Regions from separate parts of the Gossypium hirsutum genome. Here regions 1 and 3 are each linked to region 2. The links are chromatin contacts, called in public Hi-C maps. All regions are on one chromosome and are shown on one strand. Each heading gives the region's core, a stretch centred on a gene start, on an enhancer-like site or on the middle of the called end of the contact. The rest is flanking DNA. Distances are from core to core; before and after follow the strand shown.

Region 1 (3,076 bases), core at 458-2,957, 420 kb after region 2:
TTTCTCTTAAAAGCAATGAAGAACACATATCATTGGGGCAACTTTTTTAACTTTTGGGATGAGCTTTTTAGAGATGAAAAAGCAGTAAATTTTAGCTTTTTCAGCCAAAAAGCACTTTTGGCTGTTATTTTATTTTTTTAACCTTACTTTTTGACTTAAAATGTGTTTGATGCTATTATTTTGTGTTCTCTTTCTTGGTTATTTAATATGAGTTTTACAAATGTATTAGAAGCATTAATTAAAAATAAAAAATATTTTTTAAAATAATACAATTGTGTCAATATCTAATTACAAATATTTAATTATTATATTTAAATATTTAAATATAGTTTATATATTCTAATTAAATTTAATAAATAATTAATATTAATTACTTAGAAATATTTAAAATTAATATTATATATTAAAATATTAACAATAAGTTATAATAAATTATTTTTTTATATTTTTACTAAAATATCATAATATTAACTAATTTGAACATTATTTAAATACATATTTGTTACTTTATAATATCATGTCTAAAATGGACATTTTACTTTTCAAAAATACTTTTTGACAGCAATATCAAACACTTAAATTTTTCCAAAGCACTTCTCAAAAGCACTTCTCAAAAGTACTTCTCAAAAGCACTTCTCTACAGCACTTTTCAAAAGCAATGAAGAACTGGCCCTTAATGGTCGAGTAACTTAAATAAAAACTTTCAAATAATTAAGTAACTAAAATGAAAATTTATCCATATTTCAATAATTAATGATATAATTTACCATTTTATATATTATATAATAAAAATGATTAACAAATAAAAAAATTTCTATAAATATAAAATGATAAATTATGAATAGACATAATTACTAGGTGTAAGCTTTGTGTATCCCTTTTTTTTTTTGAGTGTCTGTTTCATCATATTCCGTATCTTGGAAAGCAAAGGAAAGAGTTCCATTTTCAAGTATTGGGATTGGAGGAATCCTTTTAAATTCCTCTCCCACATTCACTTTATAGCTAAAAATTAAAAAGTTTTGAGGGAGAGAGAGAGTAGTGTAAAGGAGCAAAAAAAGAGGCCACCGAAAAGCAATAACACCTTATCATCACAGCAGTGAAATTGAAACACCCAACCCACACGGATTTGCAAATTAGCATTACACTATATTGCATTCCTACCACTCATTCACCCACACGCCCATACCTAATAATAAAACCAAATGTTTCTGCATGTATTCTAATATTTAATTCATATCAATTGTTCATTCCATTCTTAAACATTTTTTACTATTATTATCATAAAAAATAATAAAATAAAAATATTTTAAAATGGAGAGGAATTAATTTATATAATGTAAAATCTAAAGTAATTTATATTATTAATATTTTAATAATTTAATCATTATATTTCATATTTTATTTATGTAAATATGAATGTCAAATTTAATATAAATTTAAAATTTTTAACTATTTATTTTATGTAAAAATTCAACTACTTAATAATTAAAATATTAATTTTATAAATAATTATGAAAGCGTGTATAATTATTTTGATTTTTACGGCATAATTAAATCGAATCTCTTCTCTTATTGCAACACTTATCTTTTCTTTTCTTTTTTTAAAATATGGGAAATCACAAGTCAACCTCACCTCATCATTTGGTCTCCGTTCTTCAAAGCACCACCGCACATCCCACTTTCATTCTTTTTCTTTTCCTTTAAAGTTTGCTTTTTTCCCCCTCAATCTGCTATATAATTCACTACTCTCCATCGTTCACACCTTCACCATGGGAAACATGAAGATGCACCAGCTGGCTTGTGGATTTTGGGAGCAAGAACCATTGCTCTCTCTTGGCTGTAAGCGTTTACGCCCTCTTGCTCCAAAGCTACACTCCAACTCTACTTATACTACCGTCTCCTCTTTCGACCTTAAGAGCTTCATTAGGCCCGATAGCGGCCCTCGGAAACTTGGCAATGGCCCCTCTGAAGACAACAACCGACATTCTCCTCCGGTACACTCCACCAGCCCCCATTCCCTCTATTACTAGCCTATACTTGCATACAATTATTTATATCATTTCATGTACCCTAGTAGCTTGGTTTCAGTCGGAAGATCTACAGCATAATCATAAGGTTTAAGGCTTTAAACTATGTTTCATCACTATTAGTAATGGAAACTCAATTAATGAAGTAAATATGATTAATAGTGTTTGAAGAAGTCTAACGTGAAAGTTGACGACATGTAGGTGGAAACGCACCCAGGAGGTACGCGGTGGAATCCAACGCAAGAGCAGATAGGGATTTTGGAGATGTTGTATCGGGGTGGGATGCGAACTCCAAACGCACAACAAATAGAACAAATCACTGAGAAGCTAGGGAAGTACGGCAAGATCGAAGGCAAAAACGTGTTCTACTGGTTCCAAAACCACAAAGCACGGGAGAGACAAAAGCAGAAGCGAAGCAGCCTTGGACTCACCCATTGTCCCAGAAGCTCTGCTCCCATTACTCCAATAACTTTGGATACTAGGGTACGTAAAAGTTAACGCTAAAACCTCTCTCCCTTTGATTTAACTATATTAGCTTTATGAAGCTTATCAAATTATCATGCATGTATAATAGGAGGAAACAATGGAAAGAGAGGAAGATAGTCTATGTAAGAGGAAGTGCAGAAGCTGGTCATTTGAGGAAAAAGATAGCAGATCGTCAAGTAAAGAAGATGAAAATAGAACTCTGGAGCTCTTCCCATTGCACCCGGAAAGCAGATGAATGATGATGATGGTGGTGATTGTGTAGCTTTTTTTTTCTATCCCTATCTTCTTTTGTTGCAGGGAAGAAGAAAGATACAAAGTTGTCTCCATGTACTCTAATGCATTATTTATTCCTGACTTGAGAACCAAATCTATTACTCTCTTTATTATTTCTCTGATCATCAGCTGGTGAAATGAGTTGTTTTTGGGTGAGTGATCCATCCTTGCTGATTATGGGATGAACATAATAAACTTGTTGAAATGGATAGGTTTTAGCTTGAAAGCAGTGTTGTGATCCTTGGACAATGAAGTCCCGCTCCTACTTCTTCCCTTGCCATTGACTATTG
Region 2 (3,221 bases), core at 50-2,549:
GGTATATAAAAAATTATCAAAATTTGCATTTAGCAAATCATATAAAACCAAGAAAAAGGTAAAACTAAAAGAAGTAATTACTAAATAATACTTAATTTAACAAGAACCGAGAATGAACTAACCTTGACTGATTGTTCATGTTTGTACTCCCTGTAGCCCTACTCAAAGATCCCTGTTCTAAGCACGCACCCATTTCTTTTAATGTACTGACACTAACTTCAGTAGATCCTGCCAGTGTAATAACACCATCTGATGATTCACGAATCTGTATTGGCGGTTTTCCAGGGACATTTACTTTCCCAGTATTCGCACTTGCAGTATCTGATTTGTTCAAAAAAGTAGGATCCAACAAATCTCGCACTTCTTCTTTCAGGATCTTTACATCAAAATTAGATAAAAATTATGCATGTCAGGTCTAAAAAGTAGGAAGAGCTAGTCAAGCCAGTTGTGATACTTAAAATGATGCAAAGAATTCTCGATCACATAAACCAGAAGATATATTCATAAAATGGATATCTGATACACGAAGGGCGAAGCTTTTACAACAACAGGTATTACAGCAAAGTAGAACAAACAAAATGAAATGTTTGGTTCTTTAACAAACCTCAATGAAGGACACATGCAATTGAAATTCGATTTGATGTTTTAGATTTTCAATCTTGCTGAACAAAGCATTCATTACTTGAGGAATGATTCCTGTTTGAGAGCCACCTTTGAAGCCTGTGCCCATAGTATATGTTTTACCTGATCCAGTCTGAAATAATTTTTCAAACTTCAATTGGAAGGAAAATAAAAACAGCAATATTTAGGTGTGTGGTGTGAAAGATTCAGCTGTACCTGACCATAAGCAAGAACAGTAGCATTATATCCTTGGAATAAGCCATCAACAAGTGGCACAATGCATTCCTCAAACATCCAAGAAGGAGAACTGGTGCTCCCATACACATGATCAAATGTAAAGGAATGTGTCCCAATTTGTACCTGCAGCATAGCAAAATATTCATTAGTTAATTTTGATTGATCAATTATTCAAGCATCCAAAAGATCCAGATCTCCAAATACTTCAAATTAAACCCAAAATCATCCATTTGAAAGCACTTAAAAGAATTAAGGCCTGCATTCTAGTAAGTGACAGTACCTGAGGCTTTCCTGGGATGACAGTAACGCAGTCTTTACAACCTTGAACCTTCTCATCACCGATAAGTGGTCTTACATGAACCGCAACCTTAACACAACATTCCTCTGAACCTCCACCAACTTCCATACGAAACAGCTAAAAGAAAATTCCACAAAAAGAGAGAAGAAGAAAACCCAAAAAGTAAAATATTTTTTTTCTTCTTTTCCTTGTAAAAAAACCCTTCTCATGGAAAATGGGTTGCTGCTGTTGTTGTTGGGAAATGTAAGAAAAAATAGAAAAGGAACTGTAAAAGAGGGAAGGGTAGTTGAGGAATTAGAAGGAATGGGATAGCATAACCATAGAAGTATACAAAGCAGAAAGTTTAACTGCAGTGATAACAACAACTACTGTCATTTTCCTTAGCCTTCACATAAAAAATCGTCATGTAAAAGAAAAAGGAAAAGAACTTTCGTAACACTCTTTCCCTTTTTATCCTACTTTTTTGCTTACTGCAAATCTCAGTTTCCCATGTTCCTCTGTTTCTTATTATAACCTTCATGGAGTTTCGTTTTTGTCCTTGTCTTTACAGTTCTACCCCTTTTAGCTCCATTTTTTTCTGGGTTTTGGTTAAAATTTAAAAATTAAAAAAAAATGTAAAGAAAGATAAGTGCTCCTAAAACCACGTATTATGAGGATGAAAATTTTATCATTGTGCTCAGGATATGGTCGATAAACAGGGATGACCACGCCATTATCCTCTGTGGTAAGAGTATTATTTTATAAACGTTCGATAGTAAGTAATTCCACTCCCCCACCACCAATTATCAAGAATAAAAAACCACAGCACATAAGCCGCATGATTTGGAATCATATATAGCATTTCTAAAAGTCAAAACCACTTTGTTATTTGTATCCTACATTCTTTTTTTTTTATCATTCTCTGTTCTATGTAGAAGTTACTTGTTCAATTTTTATATTTTTTTATTCAATTATAATTGTTAAATTTATTAAGTAAAATTATACTATTTTTAAAATTTGATATACTTATTAAAAATTTAGTTATCAAAATTTAAAATTCAGAAAATATAAGAATTTGAAATGATCTAATTTGAATAAATAGACTAAACTTACACCTGTACGCCACTAGTAAACAAATTTAATTACTATCGTTTGGAATTAAAATTATGGACTGATTCGAACTAAAATGAATCAAATAAAAAATATAAAAATTAAATTCATAACTTTTATAAAGTAGAAAGACTAATAACAAAATTTAACTTATCTTTTTCTTACTAGATTCTTTTTTTCCTATAATTTTAATTTTTAAAAGATGATGTTCTAATATTACTTCCCCAATAGTTTAAAAACTGTATATGAAATCAAACAAGTTCTGAACAAAAAAAAAAATCAATGAAGCAAGCAATACATATTCATTTGTGACCACAGACCTCTATTATATGTTCTAATAAATTAAAGAAATAAAATTGACGAAAAGCTAACCCAGGAAAGAAGAAATGGCAAAAGAAGAGAAAAAGAACCCAGAAATGGGCATTATGTAATCTTTTTGACTGATTCTGTGGCAGTAAATTAAATTCGTGTTTTTTGGCTTTCCTTTTGTTGTGATGTGTGGATTAAAGTTGGATGGTAGTGTAATTAATTAAATTCCATATTTGGAGCAACTAAATTGCACCATCAAAAAGTTAAGAGAGTTAATCACATTCAATTTTTTGCGATTTAATGATAAAATCGATGCTTCCAATACTCTTGTAAAAAATGCAATTTGAAAAAGAAGGCACCATTAATTTTATTATTTTTATGGTAAGTATTTATTTGAAATATTTATTTTATTATATCCTTATATAACAACTTATCAACCTAAATTTAAAAACTGTATCAAATATTTTCACAGAATTCATACAATTAAATTTAAATTATATTTAGACATGTGGATTCTGAGTTCCATTTTTCTTATATAAAAATGCTAAATTGGGTTTATATCCTTATGCACTTTTAATTTCAAATTAAACGCCTCTTTAGGTTACCTAAACTTTGGATACTTTTTTCTTAACACCATTCACCTTATGATATGAGATCAACCAATGTT
Region 3 (3,151 bases), core at 637-3,136, 260 kb after region 2:
TTATATACCCTACTATCTTTCTCGATATCAAGAACGGATTAGAGGCGTTATAGTAAATTTCATTTTGTATAGTTAATTGCATGACCTAATCACCCATCTAAATCTCTAGTTGGTAATATATTTCAATCTGAACAATTGCTGCATGCCCTCATTTTTGCTTTTATTTTGTCATGGTCTAAAACAGTAACACAAACAGTTTCTCACTCCATCCTCTTCTATCAATTTCCCAAGCTGAAAAGATTTCCAAGAAAGACGATATACTAAGTGCTTAGAAATGTGAAATCTTTGGCTAAAGTGGGAGAAGATGACCCTTTTTCCCCTTCTTTAATATTTCAGTTTTCTCTTTGTGGTTAAAATTGATAAGCACAAAATTAAAAATATTTCCTAGTATAAACTCACCAACTTGAATGTTTATTATATTATTGATTTTGTAGTTTTAAATATATATATATTTTTATTATGATAAAGATTTATCACATTTTTAAATAAAAATTATAATTTTATTAAAATTTTTGTTTAATTAAATTTATTAAATGAATTTAGATTTTGTCAATAAAAACTTTATTGAATGAATTAATATCATAATACATAAAACGGTTAAAATTTATATTGAATTATATTATATTTAAAGTATTATTTTTATTAACTATGCAAGAATTACATTATTTTAGTTTTAAATATCATATGTTATATAATTTATATTGTATATAATACATTTATATAATATAAGCTAATATATTATATTATGTATATATTATCTACGAATTAATATAGTTATATTTATTATTAAAAATATAAAAATGACGAGTAGGGAGTATTAATTTACAATATGTCAAAAATCTTGTCCTATAAAAATACTTTAAAATGATTAAGAATTATTTTATTATTATAATATTTTGAATACCAAATTAATTGATATATTTTAATTATGCTTACTAATTAATATTTTAAATAATGTTACTTTGCATTAGTTACTTAAAGTAAAAATATTTAGTTTAAATCACAAAATTTAAACGCATAAAATCACGTGTAATGTACATGTCAAGGTAATCATGGGTTAAGTTAGGCCATGCTAAAATTTGATTTTAAAAGGAATTTTAAGCTTGAGTCCAAGCTCGGCCTAACTTAACCCAACCAATGATCTATTTTATTGTTTAAGAAATATGTTAAGAATGATTTTATATTAACATTAATTAAAGTTAAATAATAATGATCTTAAAGTTATTTAATTTTATTTTAGACGGATCAAGCTGGCCTGTCGTTAAGAAATTTTTACCCAAATTTAATTTAAGGTAAATTGGATAATCAAGCAGATAAATCACTGATTCTTGAATATATCTAAATGTATGATACTAGAAGTATAGTTCTTTCAAATACATAAAAATTTATTGAATTATGGCACACATGTGACTGAAAAAATTATATAAAAATATTTTTATAAAAATCAAATGAGATTTTGATTCAAATGACAAAGCTTTGAAGATTTTAATATCATATGTTTAAATCTTATATCATCATTTATTTTAGATTTAAATTATCTTTTTTTATAATTTTAATAAAAATACAAAATAAAAAACCCTCGACTTCTTAAATAATTTTTTTTAGACATTTTCCAACTCACTTATTGTGGGATCAACTCATGAGATTAATTGAATCGGAAGTAAATGCTATGGTTTGAATTTTATTTTGATATATTTATTATTCTCAATATATTAGGGTATGGTAGTTAGGGTTTGTAAAGCAACAGTATGTTTTACTTTTAGTTAAATAAAGTGAAATGAGGTATGATATAACTTTACTTTTTTTATGATGATGGAATGTGGTCCATAGACACGTGCAAATGATGCCATTGTCTTTCTAATCATGCCTTCCCACCGTTTCTTCCACTGTGTGGGATCCACTCCAGTTATCTATATCCGACTATCCCTTCTATTCTATACGTTTCATCTACGTACACATTCATTTTTCAGTTTTAATAATAATATCTTAATAAATATTTTTTAATTCAAAGTATTTTTTTTTTGTAATCACAATTTTTCATATCGGTTTTAAATTTTAAAATTAATTCTATTGAAATCGGAAGTGATATTGAAATAAATTTCTTTTAATAATGAAATTACAATATATTCAACTTTTTGTATTTAACCCCAACATTGTCCATTAATACTTATATTCACACACTTCTCTTCTTTTACATGAAACACACAAATGCAAATAAAATAATTGATGATGGTGTATTTTTCATAATATAAATACTATATTTTATTATATTTATTATGCGAGTGAACGAAAATATTTTATATTAAAAAATATATCAGTTAATGGTTAGTAGTGGAGTGAAAATGTTTTTTAATATAAATTGTTGATCCTTTGTTCAATTCTTAAATGTTCTTTTAGTTATTTTATTTAAAAATTATATAAAAATATAAAAAGATAAAATATCTTTAAAATAATATTAATTATCTTTTAAAATAAAAATATTTTAATAATTTTACATATAAATTTATGTTAAGTTTATTTATAGTATATATGTATATATTTAAAATGATATTTTTATATAAATTTTGAAATAGTTTATATTTTCATATTAAGCTGTTGTTGTTTGTGATATTAAAAAATCTCAATTTTATGAATTTCTAGAACGAAAACAAAACAAAACTGATACACACCCTTATTTTTCATTAGCTAAGGAAGAAAGAAGTTTGTAATTATTAGAAACATTCCAGCCATTTGATAAATTTTGACTGTCCATTCATAGGACAGCAAGTGTCCTAAAATCTGATCAACTATTTGCACAAAATTTGATTTTCCAAAATAAAATATTTTTTCATGAACATACATGCATGTAATTTAATGATTGGGTCAACCCAACCCTTATTCTCTGAAAGTGGAATAAGACAATGGGATTTTAAGTTCAGTTTTGATGAGCTGCAATTTTTCTGGTCTTTGTTCGGTGGTTTTTGGTCCAATTCTAGGACACCTCATTCGTTTCTGCTTTCGTTGAATCATTGCTCAGCTTTTGTTTTTCACACCGCAAAGGTAAAACTACTATAGAGTAACTTTTTCTATTAAAAAAATAAGCAAATTTAATTTATGCACGTTAAGATAAAAAGTAAATTAATTATATTATTAAAAATTTTATTTATTTATA

Evidence for each region. A called contact is a pair of places that touch in the nucleus more often than the background predicts.
Region 1: a Hi-C map of leaf shows a contact between it and region 2, with 2.9 times the contacts expected there. The contact joins the promoter of LOC107917111 here to the promoter of LOC107917911 in region 2. A contact is called at or near these places in 2 of 34 Hi-C or Micro-C datasets (both in leaf).
Region 3: a Hi-C map of leaf shows a contact between it and region 2, with 3 times the contacts expected there. The contact joins the enhancer-like site here to the promoter of LOC107917911 in region 2. A contact is called at or near these places in 2 of 34 Hi-C or Micro-C datasets (both in leaf).

The regions. Positions count from the first base shown.
Region 1 is chrA01:28,603,084-28,606,159 of Gossypium_hirsutum_v2.1, forward strand. It overlaps LOC107917111 (WUSCHEL-related homeobox 4), which reads left to right and starts at 1,708. Exons shown (of 3, transcript XM_016846493.2): 1 at 1,708-1,994; 2 at 2,229-2,510; 3 at 2,602-2,880. The coding sequence starts at 1,770. The coding sequence ends at 2,748.
Region 2 is chrA01:28,185,625-28,188,845 of Gossypium_hirsutum_v2.1, forward strand. LOC107917911 (kinesin-like protein FRA1) reads right to left here and starts at 1,300. Exons shown (of 26, transcript NR_175000.1): 1 at 1,139-1,300; 2 at 838-981; 3 at 605-754; 4 at 123-376.
Region 3 is chrA01:28,444,750-28,447,900 of Gossypium_hirsutum_v2.1, forward strand. No RefSeq gene overlaps it. Among protein-coding and RNA genes, the nearest start is that of LOC121220201, 48 kb to the right of the region's middle. Within about 2 kb of position 1,887, at least 3 of the 9 cell types and tissues checked have an H3K27ac peak or open chromatin away from gene starts, as enhancers often do. A contact at or near this core is called in leaf, where this site is marked.